2 separate regions of the Canis lupus genome follow, and region 2 is linked to region 1. A link is a contact called in public Hi-C data. All regions are on one chromosome and are shown on one strand. The core of a region is the stretch at or near the end of the contact, and the rest is flanking DNA. Distances in the headings are between cores, read along the strand shown. Region 1 has its middle 9.4 kb from the start of GHRH. Region 2 has its middle 17 kb from the start of BLCAP.

Region 1 (7,202 bases), core at 1,254-3,753:
CCTTCTGCCTCCTTTGTCCTTTCTACCCCAGGCCCAGTGGTCCCATCTTCCATAGCCCTCTCAAAGCCGGCCCCACATGCTCCCAACGACCTCCTTGCTGTTGGTAGGGGGTGTGGTCTTGGCTCAGGCCCTCAGAACCACAGACCTGGACAGCTGTAAAAGCTTCCTGGCCACGTTCCTTCCCTGTGGCCACTCTGTTTTTCAGTACCCCCTCCGGGCTGCTGGCTTGAAAGCCTCCCACGGGGGCCTCTCCACTGAGAAGAGAAAAGGCCCAAATTCCTAAGCATGGTATTTGACACCCCGCACAGCTGGGCCTTCACACATTGTTCAAGAATCATGTTCTGCAATTCCTGCCAATGAAGCCGGGTTGCTCAGACTGTGGTCTCTCACACCTGCATCAGAATCACCCGGGGCCTTGGTTAAAAATGCAGAACCCATGGGGTGCCTGGGTGGCTCAGTGAGTTAAGTGTCCTACTCTTGATCTCAGCTCAGGTCTTGATCTCATAGTCGTGAACTCGGCCTGAGTTGGCCCATGCCCAGCATGGAGCCTACTTAAAAAAACAAAACTGCAGAACCCTGTGCGCTATCCCCGACAACAGAATGTGGGTGTCCAGGTCCAAAGCACACAAAGGCCTGAGGACCCTCTAGCCACACCAAACAAATTGTCACATGCTGAGCATGCCTCCCAGCTTCTGCTCATGCTGTAGTAAGGTTTCTTCCCTTCTCTTCAGGGTCCAGCTTAAAAGTCATCTCCTTTGCAGCCTTTGCTACACCCTAACAGAGCAGATTCCCCACCCACTCTGCTCCTTTAGCATGTGGCACATACCTCTATTACAGACCGTAGGTATCACACCATATCTAATATATCTGTTTGCCTGCCTGCCTTCCTAGTTAGAAAAATCTCCACCAAGGTAAGTCCACAGAATCCCTGAACCCTCAACACACTGAACAGCAGCACATAGCAAGCACTAGAGAAATATCTATTGATTTGAATTGCGTCTTACCATTTCTTGGTTCCTGGCTACCAAACATAATGCTTAGCACCCAGCAGGCATAATTACATTGATGTTTGATGGGTGACCTGTCAAAAGATGGATGAAAGCCTGAATGAATGATGAAATATGCAAATAAATTAATGATGAATTTTCATCATTGATTAATATTCTGAAAAGCTCGTGCATGCCTGAGTCTATTTCTAACCTGAGGGATATGTGAATTGGGTCAAATGTGAGCCTAGGATTTTTGGTTCCAGGCTCACTGATGAAACCATCAAAGTTCTAATGTGAATAAGAAATGTCACTATCCCCACGACAAGTGCGTGTGAAATATATAGTGCCATCTTTGTCATCGGCCATGGGAAATTTTCACTCATTACACTTATCACTCCATCTCACAGGATCCACAGAGACCCTACTGATGCTGCTCAAAGGGAAATCTGATACCTGTTGTGAGGTGCTGGCAGAAATCAATCCTAAGATGCTGAAGCTGGGGCAGGGGTAGCACTGCTCCAGGGCACTAGGGCTTGTCTGGAGGTAGACAAGTGCCACTTTTAGCCCTGGCTTCCCCATGTACTATCTGAGTGAGAGCCGAGAGTTACCCGGTGGCTCCAACACTCAGCTTCTTCCATCGTGAAATGCAACCGCTTCGTACTCCTAACCCTTAAGGTTATTGGATGAGATCATGTATGTTACATGACTAGCACATAGTAAGCATCTAGAGATAACAGCTATACTGCTGTGATCCAGGACAACTGGATTCCTATAAGAAATTCGGTAAGGACGCATTGGGCTGACCCAGGGGCTGGAGTTAGGCAGGACACCAGGTGTCTGTCATGGATCGGGGGTGGGGGGGGGGGGGGGGGGGGGGGGGGGGGGGGGTGGATTCTGGGATTTAGAGTTCCAGCTCGAAGGGTGGGGCTGGCTGTGGAAGCTGATCCGCATTCCGCTCTGTGGCCTGGGTGTTCAGAAACCAGATGACACGTGATGGGGGAAGGTCAGGAGGATGTGGCCAGACTGGAAACTTCAACTCTGGAGAGAAACCAGTGGCTCTGCCTCTGGTCTTTGGCCCTGACTCTGGAGCTCAGGTTTGCTGCATCTATAGCTAATGGAGATCCATTGACTGCATTACAACCACCAAGGGGAAGTGAAGCCATAAACTGGTCCTAACACTGAGCAGATGGGAAACCAGAAACTGGAGTCCCAGGCAGGCTGTGGAGTTTTCCTGTAGATAGTCAAATAATGGGAACTTCCTCTGGCTGTGTCTGCAGGTCCTGTTGTCCCTAAGATCCTCCAACTCTGCAAATGAGAAGGGGCCTCCCACCGGATAGATGCCCCCTCCTCTGCCTGGCCATGTTGTTGCCTGATGAGCCAGGCTGAAAGAAGGCTCCGCATGGTAGATTTTTTCCTCCGGGCTTTCTCCTGGGGATCCTGGGACAGGGGCTAAGCTTGCAGAACACACAGCCTCCCCTAACTGGAAACATAGTTGAGAACCCAGGGCAGGAAGTGGGCAGAGAAAGATAGATGTCCCCAGGGGGGCTGCGGAGGAGGTGGCCCGACAGACATAGCTGACCTGGACCCCTCGTGCTCCTGGATTTCACAGCAAACAGAACTCGGGGGGCCTCTGGCGTTTGTAGGGAAGCCTGACATCCCCAAAGACTGGGGAACAGCGACACCTCCCGGCTGCCTGTGGTCACGGCCTTTCTCCCTGTTTAGAGAACCAACAGGCTTTCAGAGACTGTCTTAGGTACCTGACACCTTTAGAATCCTGGAACAAAGGGATTTAGGCTCTGATTCAGTCAGTCTGGGGTGGAGCCCGAGACTCTGCATTTCTAACAAGGTCCCAGGAGATACTGATACTGCTGGTCAAGGAACCACACCTTGATTAGAAAGTGTTAATAGATTTCAGTTACATCTCAATAAAGCTGGGAAAAGAAAGTTTTAGGAAGCTCAAAAATTCGTCATATCTGGTTGCAGACATCCCAAGTGTCTCAGGAAAGGAGACATTCCCACATATAAAGTCAGTGAATCACAAGGCCAGGCCAGGAGGGAGGAGCAGGGTGTGGGGACCCTTCTTGGAGAGGTGGGATCCAAGGAGATCTTTGAAGCCTGGACACATCTCCACCAAAGAGAGCTTGCCTCCGGGATCAGCTGGGGACAGCCTTCCTGTGTCAGCGTGCCTGACACCTGCACTGCATCGATCAACCCAGAAAACCAACCTGGTTAACATTCATAACTCCTGCCTTGGGGCAGGCTCAAAGATTCCAAGCAAAGTGAGTGTTTAAAATACTTATGGGAGTAACATTTCCAAGCAACCCAGAATTACTTAATTGATTTGCTAAATACAATCCACTTCACCTCTCTAAAAAAGCTCTCCAAATGACCTTCCCAAATACAGACTTTTTCCAGAAAGAGAAGAACTTCTGATGGTTATCGGATCACCAACCAATCACAGGCACTTCCACCTGGGTAGGGATACAAAATGGGAGAAAAGACCCCATTAGCCCCACTTTTATAGAAGAGGAAACTGAGGCTCAGTGACTTTGCCTGAGGCACCCCCAATAAGGCCAACCACTTGAACCCTGGTCCCTCACCCTGATAAAGCACTCATGAGCACTTCTGTGACATCTGCTGCTGCCAATTCCATAAAAACAGGCCTAGAAGGCATGCTGGGTGTGGAGTGTCAAGGGAATCTGGGAGTCTGGGGTCCAGGCTCCCCTTCCCTGTACACTGGCCTCAGGCTGGGAACGCTGCCACCATCCAGGGAGGGTGATGAAAGCAGCTTTTACAAAGCAGGGTCTGAGGCCCTCAGACAGGCCCCCTTTTGTTGACTTCCTCTGTTCCCTCCCCATGCCCCCCTCCAACCCCCAGGCCCACCGCCTTTAGCATCACCCTCCTTGAATGGCTGGCTCCAGCACACTGGAAATTTGCAACACAAATGCACGGCTTGTCTCTCTCTCCGTGGAGCCTCTCTGTCCCAGCCTTTTGGGGCCTTTTAGAGCCTGCCTTTCTCTGGGGCGCTTTCTTTCCACAGCTCAAGTCCCCAGCTCCTAGTGCAGGCACGATCGCTAATTAACTCTGGGTTAAAACCCGTCCTGGGAAGAAAGCCGGCGGTGAGCAAGGCGTTCCCACCGCCTCTCAGAAGATAAGGATGAGGCGACTGGCTGCCTGCAGGAATTGGTGGAGGGGGCTGGGCTCTTCCTCTCAAGGCTTGTTCTGGCTTCTTCCCTCATCCTCAACCTCAAGGGGTTGGAGAATATACTGCAAATGAAGCCCATCATCCCAGACAGCGCCCAGCTCTCCTCACCACCAGCCTGCCCAGCTTTAGGAGCTCTGATCATTAAAAACTACCCTAAACAGCTGCCTCTTGCCACATGCATCAGACATTTTACAAGCATATTTCTGATCCTCACAACAAGCTGCTGAGGTAAATATTATCATCCCCATTGTACAGATGCGATAGCCGAGGCCCAGAGAGATTAAACCTCTCGCCCAGAATCACACAGTTTGCAAGTGGCAGAGCTGAATTTCAAATCCAAATCCTTTTGCCCCCCAGGTTCATGCTTCTCTCTCCTCCTGTCTGATGCTTTCCGAGCTTTACATGACTTTTCCTTGCTCTCGATTCTGGGAACGGTTAACAGTATGTCTCTGGATCTCCCTGCCTGAGGTAATTGCTCCGCTTCTCACCTGCCTGCCTCCTGCAGCTATTTGAATACAAGTGCCTGCCTTTTAGTACCCAAGAAAATGTGGTGCAGGGGGAAAGGCCCATCTCACTCCTCTGAGGTTAGAAATAGGACCAGGCCTTCAGAAACTGATGAACACCTGGTCCGACAAGCGCTGTGTGGGCCTAATTCAGTGCTTCATAGGTGTTTGTGGAATAAAGAAATGCTCGCTTTAGAATAGCCTGGGGAGTTCTCCATTGCAGCCGGCAGGAATATAAATGGCACTGCCACTTTGAGAAACAGTTTGGCAGTTTCTTAAAAAGCTGACCATTCACTTACCATATGACCCAGCAATTCCACTCCTAGGTAACCACCCAAAAGCAACAAAAGCACATGTTTGTACAAAGTCGTGCACACGAGTGTTCATAACAGCATTTTTCATAATAGCCTCTAAATAAACTGAAATCGACCTAAATGTTCATCATGGTGAATGGGTAAACAAGCTGTCAGACTTCCATACAATGGAATGCTACTCAGCGATAAAGTGGAACAGACTGTGGACACTTGGATCAACACCAAAGAATCTCAAAAGCAAGAGGTGGAGTGAAAGAAGCCTGATGACAAAGAGTACGTATCATGTGACTCCATAATTCATATGAACTTTCTGCCAAAGGAAAAACCTAGAGAGGCAGAAAGCAGATCGGTGGTTGTTGAGGCTGGGGTTGGGGTGGGAATCGATAGCAAATGGGCTAAAGGGAACTTTTGGGTAACAGGTATTCCACACAGGATTGTGTGATAGTGACACAATTTTATAAACTTATGAAAACTCGTTGAACCATAGACTTCAAACAAATGCCTTTTATGGTGTGTGAATTATACTTTAATAAAACTGTTAAAGTTCTTTAAAAAAAAAAAAAAAGAGTAGAAGAGGTGTGCCTGGGTGGCTCAGTTGGTTAAGCATCTGCCTTCAGCTCAGGTCATGATCTTGGGGCCCTGGGATTGAGCCCACATCCAGGTGTGTGACTGTGGATAAGTGGGTCACCTTTCTGTGCCTCTGTTTTCTCGTGTATTACAACTACAATAATAAAAATGGGAAGAGCTAATTCTTGAGACTTGTTCTATAGCAGGCCTGTACATAATGCACTGGTGCATTTAATCCTCACCCTTATGAGTTGAGCCCTATGATTCTTATCTTACAGATGAGAAAACTAAGAACAGGCATGAAGCCCTTAGCATAATGCTTGCCAGGCAAGGGAGCTTCCACTAAGGTTGAATTCTGATCCCCATGGCTTCTCCAGCCTGCTCCACGTGCCCTACATCTGCTCTCTGGCCTGGTGTCTATTCTAGTTTAACTCTATGCAGCTCCCACCTTCCATTCCCTGAAATAACCTCACTTCTCCTGGATGTATGGGGGGGGGGGTTGTCTCCCACCTATCTGCCCACGCTTAGTCCCTGGGGACCTGGCCGACCTGACCACTTTGTGTCCAGGCTGGCACAGTGACATGCCACTCTGTCCCTGCTTCTATGGGAAACATCCTCTGTGTGCTGTGTGGCAAGAACACAGCTCAGTGCAAGCTAAGAAGAAAGATCACAATAAACTGCTGGGAGACTACTTCAGAAACTACTGGTTTCCTTCAGGGGCAGCCAAAGGGAGTCTTCACTTGCCCCACTTCAACCAGAGCAGTCTCATGTTTTAAATCTGCTTTATAGGGACGCCTGGGTGACTCAGAGGTTGAATGTCGGCCTTCACGCCCAGGGCATGATCCTGGAATCCTTGGATCGGATCCAGTCCCTGCAGGGAGCCTGCTTCTCTCTCTGCCTATGTCTCTGCCTCTGTGTCTCTCAGAAATAAATGAATAAAATCTTAAAATAAATAAATAAATAAATCTGCTTTATATACTGCACTTCCATGGAAGATTCCCGAAAAGGGCACATGGTGTGGCTCAGCCAATCAAGCATCTGACTCTGGATTTCGGGTCAGGTCATGGTCTCAGGATCCAGGGCTCCCTTCTCAGTGGGGAGTCTGCTAGTCACCCTCTCCCTCTGCCCATCCCCCACTCGCACCCTGGACTCACTGTCTCTCTCTCTCAAATAAATAAATAACTCTGAAGGAGAGAAGAAGAAGAAGAAGAAAGAAGAAAGAAGAAAGAAGAAAGAAGAAAGAAGAAGGAGGATCCCTGGGTGGCTCAGTGGTTTAGTACCTGCCTTCGGCCCAGGGTGTGATCCTGGGGTCCTGGGATCGAGTCCCACGTCGGGCTCCCTGCATGGAGCCTGCTTCTCCCTCTGCCTGTGTCTCTGCCTCTCTCTCTCTCCCTGTCTCATGAATAAATAAATAAAATCTTTAAAAAATTTTTAAGATAAAAAAAGAAGAAGAAGGAGGAGGGACGCCTGGGTGGCTCAGTGGTTGAGAATCTGCCTTCGGCTCAGGGGGTGCTTCCGGGGTCCAGGGATCCAGTCCCACACTGGGCTCCCTGCATGGAGCCTGCTTCTCCCTCTGCCTATGTCTCTGCCTCTCTCTATGTGTCTCTCATGAGTAAATAAATAA
Region 2 (7,202 bases), core at 1,914-4,413, 230 kb before region 1:
CCCCAGGCAAGACATGTCATGATCTCCCCTCCCCTGAGGCCGTCGTGCCTCCGCAGAGAGTGTCAGGATCCTCCAGGAACCTCACAGCAGCAACCTGCGGCTGGGACGGCAGACCAGGAGGCGGGCAGCTCTCTAGCTTGGAGCCCTTCCATTTGGAAATCAGGCTCGCTGGCTTGTTATTCCTTCATTCAGCATAGACTTGCTGAGCACCCACCACATGCCGGATGCTGGCTGGGCCCCATGAGGATCCAGAGGTGAGCCAAGTCCCCACCCTCATGAAGCTGAGTGGGGAAGGTGGACCACAGAGAAAAACCATGTGGGAACCAAGATGCCAGGTGGTAATGCAACAATCCCACTGCCAGGTATACCCAAGAAAAATGATAGCATATGCCCGTATGTCCACACAAAGACCTGGACGGGAGTGTTCGTAGCAGCCTCAGTCCTGACAGGTGAAACTGAAGCTGCCCAGGTATCCATCAGCCTGAGAGCAGCTACCAGCGGGAGGTACATCCATGCAGGGGGAGCAGCTCGGCAATAAGACCAAGTGAGACAACTGATACTTGCAGCGATGTGCGTGCATCTCAGAAACATTATGCGGCGCAAAAGCATTCAAACTCAGAAGAGTATATGGCAAATCAGTCCATGTACAAGAAATGCTAGAAAAAGAACAGCGAGGCCACAGTAACAGAAAGCAGATGGGTGAGCGAAATTTTCAGGGTAATGGAAACGTTGATTTGTGGTGGTTACCAGGTTATAGGTATTGGTCAAAATTCACTTTAAACAAGTGTATTTTGTTGTATGTAACTTATACCTCAATAAAGTTGATTTCCAAAAAAGATATAATGCAAGAGCTACAGAGACAATAAGATGAAGGGGGAAGAGGTAGATTTTGGATAGCGTGGTCGGAGATGCCTCTCTGTGGAGATGATATTGGAGCCGAGACCTAAGGAAGAGGAGCTGGAGCTGGGGGTATGGGGAAACACCCCAGGTGGCAGGACCAGAAAATGCAAAGGCCCTGAGACCACAAGACACCAAATAACTGAAACAAAGCTTATGCTGCTAATTGCTGACCTCATCAAACCAATATAAAAGGGGGTTTGCTCCTCCCTCACCCCAATCCTGGTTTCCTGGTCATGCCCACAAAGACCGCCAGGAGTGGTAGACTTACTTCAGCTCTGGGTTGCAATTGGACAAATAAAACCTGCAGCTCCGGGCGACGTTGAGGAAGTAGGGGTCACTCTGGTACTTCTTGTTTTTCGGTCTCCCTCTGGGGTTCTCATGAAAGCAGAGCCCAAGACAAAGATTTGGGTGCCGGTGGTTTCTTTGGAAGGTGGCTCCAGGAAGCCACAATTTGAGAGTGAGGAAGCAAGTCAGGGAAGGGAAGGGAGCCAATACAGGGTTGTTAATGGGGGGTTCATGGCGTGGGCTGCTGAGGCTCAGTCCAGCTGGGGGCCCTCTGGGACCCGTGGAACACAAGTCAAAGCTGTCCCACTGGTCGAGGGCATGGACTCCTTGGCCCATCTCACTGCCGTGTGTGAGTTGAGTGGCTCTGGCCAGAGAATGCTCAGCACAAACAGACGCAGGAAGATGTTAGTGGAGGCGTCACTACGTGCTGGCCACCTCCACGGGGGCTGAGGGTCGAGTATGGGCAGGACCCTAGCCACTTCTGCTATAGCATCTGACTGGGGGCTTGGGGAAAGAAACTTTTGGCCATATAGAGAATTTTGCCAAAATTCTGCACATTTTGTTTCATTGCAGTAAATAAGAATGTGGATCTTATAGAAAGAGGTGCAGCCTCTCTACTTGGCCAGCTCTGGCATCCTGTTAGAAGCAGCCTGGTCCCTTCAAGCTCCAAACCAGGGCTTCTCCCCACTCCTGACCCCCTTACCCTCACATCCAATCAGACCCCAGGCCTATGGATTCTTCAGGCCCACGTCTCATGCCCTCCTGCCTACCTCTCCTCAGTCGATGGCCAGTGAGAGCGAGCATTTAAAGCCCAGCGTTGCCATGTGCCTCCCTTGCTCTGTCCGTGCTCTGGCCTCCACCATCCTGTGGCATTTGCCAAACTTCCTTCCTGAATCCACTTCTATTTATTTACTTAATATTTTTCTTTCAGGTGACTTCCTGTGATTTTGAGTTCGATTTACATATTTTTATCTTCAAAGGAAACTACTAAAATTATATACTATTTTTAAATCCTTGTGAAATCATGAGCTTGATGTCCCACTTCAAATCATCCAGGCAACTGGCCAACCCCTCCAGTGACACTGATGTCATACTAAAGGAAATACCACAGGTCAGAACCAATCCAATCTCCTAAGCTGGGTGTTAGAAACCTTTCATATCCAGGGCTCCACCTGCATCTCCAGATTCACATCCTACCACCCTAAATACACACACACACACACACACACACACACACACACAGGAATCACAGCAGCACTTACCTGCTTCTAAATTTTTAGCTATGCTATTCCCTCTGCCTGGCATTTTCTTCCCTTATCCATATATCCCTGATACTCTCCTATTCATCCTTCAAAAGCCAACTCAAATGGTATTTGCTATCTACATTTTATCTCCTCTCTGAGCTCCCAGAATTAATTTCTCCCTCCTCTGGCTTCCCACACCCCTCTGCTCACCTACCTATAATAGTAGGGACCATCTGGTGACATAGATGCCTGCCCAGACACCTCCCTCCCTACTTGGCTAGGAGTGCTTGTTCGGAGGAGCAGAGCCTGGGCTTTATTCATAAAGCATCTGACAAACATTTACTGAATATCTTCTAAATTCCAGGCACAGTGAAAGGTATGGTAGATATAGCCATGAGCAAGATGGACCCAAACCCTCTTTCCTCAATCTGACACCTTGCTGGGGAAGAAAGACACTCAGTACATAGACAAACAAATGAATATATAATTTCCAAATTGTGATAAGTGCTATTAATAAAGCATCCTGGGTACTTCAAGAAAGAACAATGGGGAACCCATTTGGGTGGGGCAAGAAGAGAAGACCTCTGTAAGGAGGTGACATTTGAAGTGAGTCCTGAAGGATGAGAAGGAGCCAGCAAGAAGAAGAAAGGCTGGGGACAGTGCTCAGAGCAGAGGAAACAGTCTGTGCCATGGCCCCGAAGTGGGAAAGTGGTGTGTTCTTTGAAGAAAACCAAGGCCAGGATGGCTGGGGCAGCATGAGCATGATTAGGGGGAGGAGAGGAGGGGAGTTTACAGGGTCGACAGTGGCCTGATAAGCCGGGGTGTAGCAGACAGTGATGGTGCTGGCCATCAGACCCACACATCCTCATGGCTTCCTGTGTCTATGTACCTGAGGGAGTCGTCTGTCCACAGCATTAAGCTTGACTGGATGCAGGCGACAAGCCAGGAGACTTAGACCCCAGGCATGACCCTCCATCCATGAGGCTCAGAATATAGAGGATAAATACTCCATCTTCTACCAGGACCAGGACCAGGGTACAGAAGGACACAAAATCTGAGGCCCTCGCTCTCAGGGTCATGCAAGTGTAGAGTCAGCACCTGAAAGTGAGGGCCTTCTTAAAGGTTTTTATAACCACTTTATGGAGAGATAACTCACATACCATAAAGTTCACCCTCATAAAGTATACAATTCAGTAATTTTTGGTACATTCACAAAATTGTACGACCATCACAATCACATCTCCCCTAATTCCAGAACATTTTCATCAACACCAAAAGAAACCCTGTGCCCATTAGTCATCCCTTATCTCACCTCACCCACTCACTCCCAGGACCCAACAGCCTCTTGTTTACTTTCCATCTCCAGGGAGAGACAAACTGCGGTGGCCGTGAGAGGGTAGCCCGGCTTCTTGGAAGCTTGTCAGAGGCTACAAAGTGCCAGACGGACTTTCCATAATGAAAAATGAGGCTGGGGCTGGTGAGGGGGGGCTCAGGTGCCAGCCCCAAGTGTGTGGGCTTGATCTCAAGGGCTCGGAGCAGGGGAGGGTCAGGATCAGGGGTAAAGTTGGAGGTGGCAAGGGCAGGTAGGAAGTTGGTATTGGCACTAGACTGGGGCCCTCGGGTTGCAGCGAGCAGAGTATGGGGGTGAGGGGTTATTTGGGAATAGGTTGGAGGGAAACTGGGATTGATCACACAGGAATTACTTTGTGTTGGGCTCTTTAAGATGTCAAACTTCTGGACCACTGAGATTTGTTTTTGGTATCCCTGTGTACTATTTATCATTCTAATGTATTAGATATCTTTGTTATTCAAATGAATCATCACTACATACCAATCAGAATGGTTAAAGTATAAAAAGTTGACCATACGGGATCCCTGGGTGGCGCAGTGGTTTGGCGCCTGCCTTTGGCCCAGGGCGCGATCCTGAAGACCCGGGATCGAATCCCACGTCGGGCTCCCGGTGCATGGAGCCTGCTTCTCCCTCTGCCTGTGTCTCTGCCTCTCTCTCTCTCTGTGTGTGTGTGTGCCTATCATAAATAAGTAAAAATTTTAAAAAAAAGTTGACCATACCAAATTTTAGGAAAGATGAACAACGGGAGTTCTCCTAGCTAGCAGGTGGGAATGTCAAATGATGCCACCCGTTTGGAAAACATTTGAGGAGTTTCTAATAAAGTTAAACTGGCCACATGATCTACTCACTCCCATTCCACATATTTATACCCAGGAGAAAATGGAAACAAATGTCCATGAAATGACTTATATAAAAATTTTCATAGCAGCTTTCCTTGTAATAGCTCCAAACTGGAAAGAATTCAAATGTCCATCAACTTGATAAACTAACAGTGGTGTGTTTATATGGTGAAATACTGCTCAGCAATGGAAAGGAATGAACTGTTGCCACATTTAGTCACGTCCATGAATTTCAAAAACATTACTGCAGGTGAAAAATGTCACACAAAAGACTACATTTGATGTGATTCTGTTCATTAAGGTTCTAGAACAGCAAAAGGAATCTATGGTAACATGAATCAGATCAGTGGTTACCTCTAAGAACTCTGCCTGGCTTCAGACCTTGAAGAGATCCTTTGGGGGGGGGGGCGCTAAAAGTTTTGTACTTTTACATTTTACATTTACGTTTATTAACTCCATTTTGAGTTAATTTTTCTATGATATGTGAGGTTTTGGTGATGTTCTTTTTCCTTCCTTCTTTCCTTCCTTCTTTCCTTCCTCCTCCCTCCCTTCCTTCCTTCCTTCCTTCCTTCCTTCCTTCCTTCCTTTGCCCATGGATGCCCAATATTTCCACACCGTGTATTTAAAGAGTTATCTTTCCTTCATTGCATTGCTTTAACATCTTTATCAAATATCAATTAGGCATATTTGTATAATTCTAATTTTGAGTTCCCTATTCCCTCCTCTGCCAGAACCACATAGTCGAAATTTCTGTAGCTAATCAATATCTTAATATCAGGTGGAGTAATTCCTCCTTTATTCTTCTAATTCATGATTGTTTTACTATTCTAGGGCTTGTGCCTTTCTATATAAATTTTAGGATAAATTTATCTAGGTTTACAAAAAACCTTTTTGGGACTTTGACAGTAACTGCACTAAATCAATAGATCAATTAAAAAAGTGACATCTGTAGTATGTTGACTCTTCCAATCCATGAACACAGTATGTCTCTCCTTTGGTTTCTCTCCTCAACATTCTGTAATTACCAGCAAACAGATCCTGCACATGTTTTGTTAAGGTTGTAACTTAATATTTCATATTCATTGGAGAGTCCGTAAATAGTACGATAGACCACCCAGCTGGTGTCCTCAGAGAATTCGAGAATTCCTTGTTATATGGGAAAACCTATACTTTAGGTGTCGGAAGTAAAGTACTATGCACAGTAGTAGGAGTAGACAGAGTGTTTTCCTTTTTACAACTCCTAAATATTTTATGGTTTATAGTGCTATTTTATTTTATTTTTTTAAAGATATTTTTATTTATTTACTCATGAGAGACCTACAGAGAGAATCAGAGACACAGGCAGAGGGAGAAGCAGGCTCCCTGCAGGGAACTCGATCCCGGGGCCCGGGATCACAACCTGAGCCAAAGGCAGACGCTCAATCACTGAGCCGCCCAGGTGACCCTATAGTGCTATTTTAAATTGAATTTCAAAAAACTCATTTCCAATTATTTGCTCCTAGTATATATGATTTTATTTATTCACTTTTTAATTATTCAACATATTTAAACATTCTTTATTGTGGTAAAATACACATAAGTATTTCTACTCTTTTTGATGCTATTATAAAGGCAATTATTTTTGCCATTTCCTTTTACATTGTTCATTGTTTGTGTATAGAAACACAACTGATTTATGTAAGTTGACTTTGTATACTACTTTGTATACATACTTTGTATGCTACTTTGTATAGCATATTTTGTATGCTACTTTGCTGAATTCATTTATTAATCCTAAAGTTTTTTCGTGTAATAAGCTAATAAATATTTGGTAGAAGTCACCAATGAGGCTATCAGGCCCAGGGCTTTTATTTGTTGGGAGATTTCTGATTACTGATTCAATCTCCTTACTAGTTATAGATCTGTTCGGATTTTGTATTTCTTCCCGATTTAGCTTGGAAGGTTTTGTGTTTCTAGGAATTTGTTCATTTCATCTATACTATCCAATCTGTTCACAGTACTCATAATCCTTGGCACTTCTCTCAAATCAGTAGTAATGCCCACTTTTATTTCTAATTTTAGTAATTTGAGTCTTTTCTCTTTTTCTCCTAGTCCATCTAACTAAGGCTTGTCAATTTTGTTAATCTTTTCAAAGAATCAACTTTTGGCTTCATTGATTTTTTTCTCTACTGTTTTTCTGTTGTCTATGTCATTTATCTCTGCTTTAATCTTTATTATTTCCTTCCTTCTGCTAGCTTTAGGTTTAAGTTGTAAACTTAAATTGTTGACTTGAGATCTTTCTTGTTTTTTAGTATAAGCATTTATAGCTATAAATTTACCTATTAACACTGCTTTTGCTGAGTCCCATAAGTTTTGGTATATGTGTTTTCATTTTCATTTGTCTCTAAGTATTTTCTCATTCCCTTTGTGATTTGATCATTATTTAAGAAGTTGCTGTCTAACTCCCACAAACTTGTGAACATTTTCCAGTTTTACTTCTGTTGAGCAACTCATTTTTTAAAACTTGAGAGGATAGCATATGAGTGCATACACTCCTCAGTATAGAGAAAGGAGTATTTAAGATCAGTTAGAATAAGCCCTTCA

What was found. Hi-C and Micro-C count contacts between places; a contact is called where the count stands out from the background.
Region 2: a Hi-C map of skin fibroblasts shows a contact between it and region 1, with 2.8 times the contacts expected there. The contact joins two enhancer-like sites. A contact is called at or near these places in 7 of 9 Hi-C or Micro-C datasets (amygdala, blood, liver and 1 more).

What each region holds. Positions count from the first base shown.
Region 1 is chr24:26,472,457-26,479,658 of UU_Cfam_GSD_1.0, reverse strand. No RefSeq gene overlaps it. Among named protein-coding and RNA genes, the nearest start is that of GHRH, 9.4 kb to the right of the region's middle. Within about 2 kb of position 2,503, at least 3 of the 20 cell types and tissues checked have an H3K27ac peak or open chromatin away from gene starts, as enhancers often do.
Region 2 is chr24:26,706,157-26,713,358 of UU_Cfam_GSD_1.0, reverse strand. No RefSeq gene overlaps it. Among named protein-coding and RNA genes, the nearest start is that of BLCAP, 17 kb to the right of the region's middle. Within about 2 kb of position 3,163, at least 2 of the 20 cell types and tissues checked have an H3K27ac peak or open chromatin away from gene starts, as enhancers often do.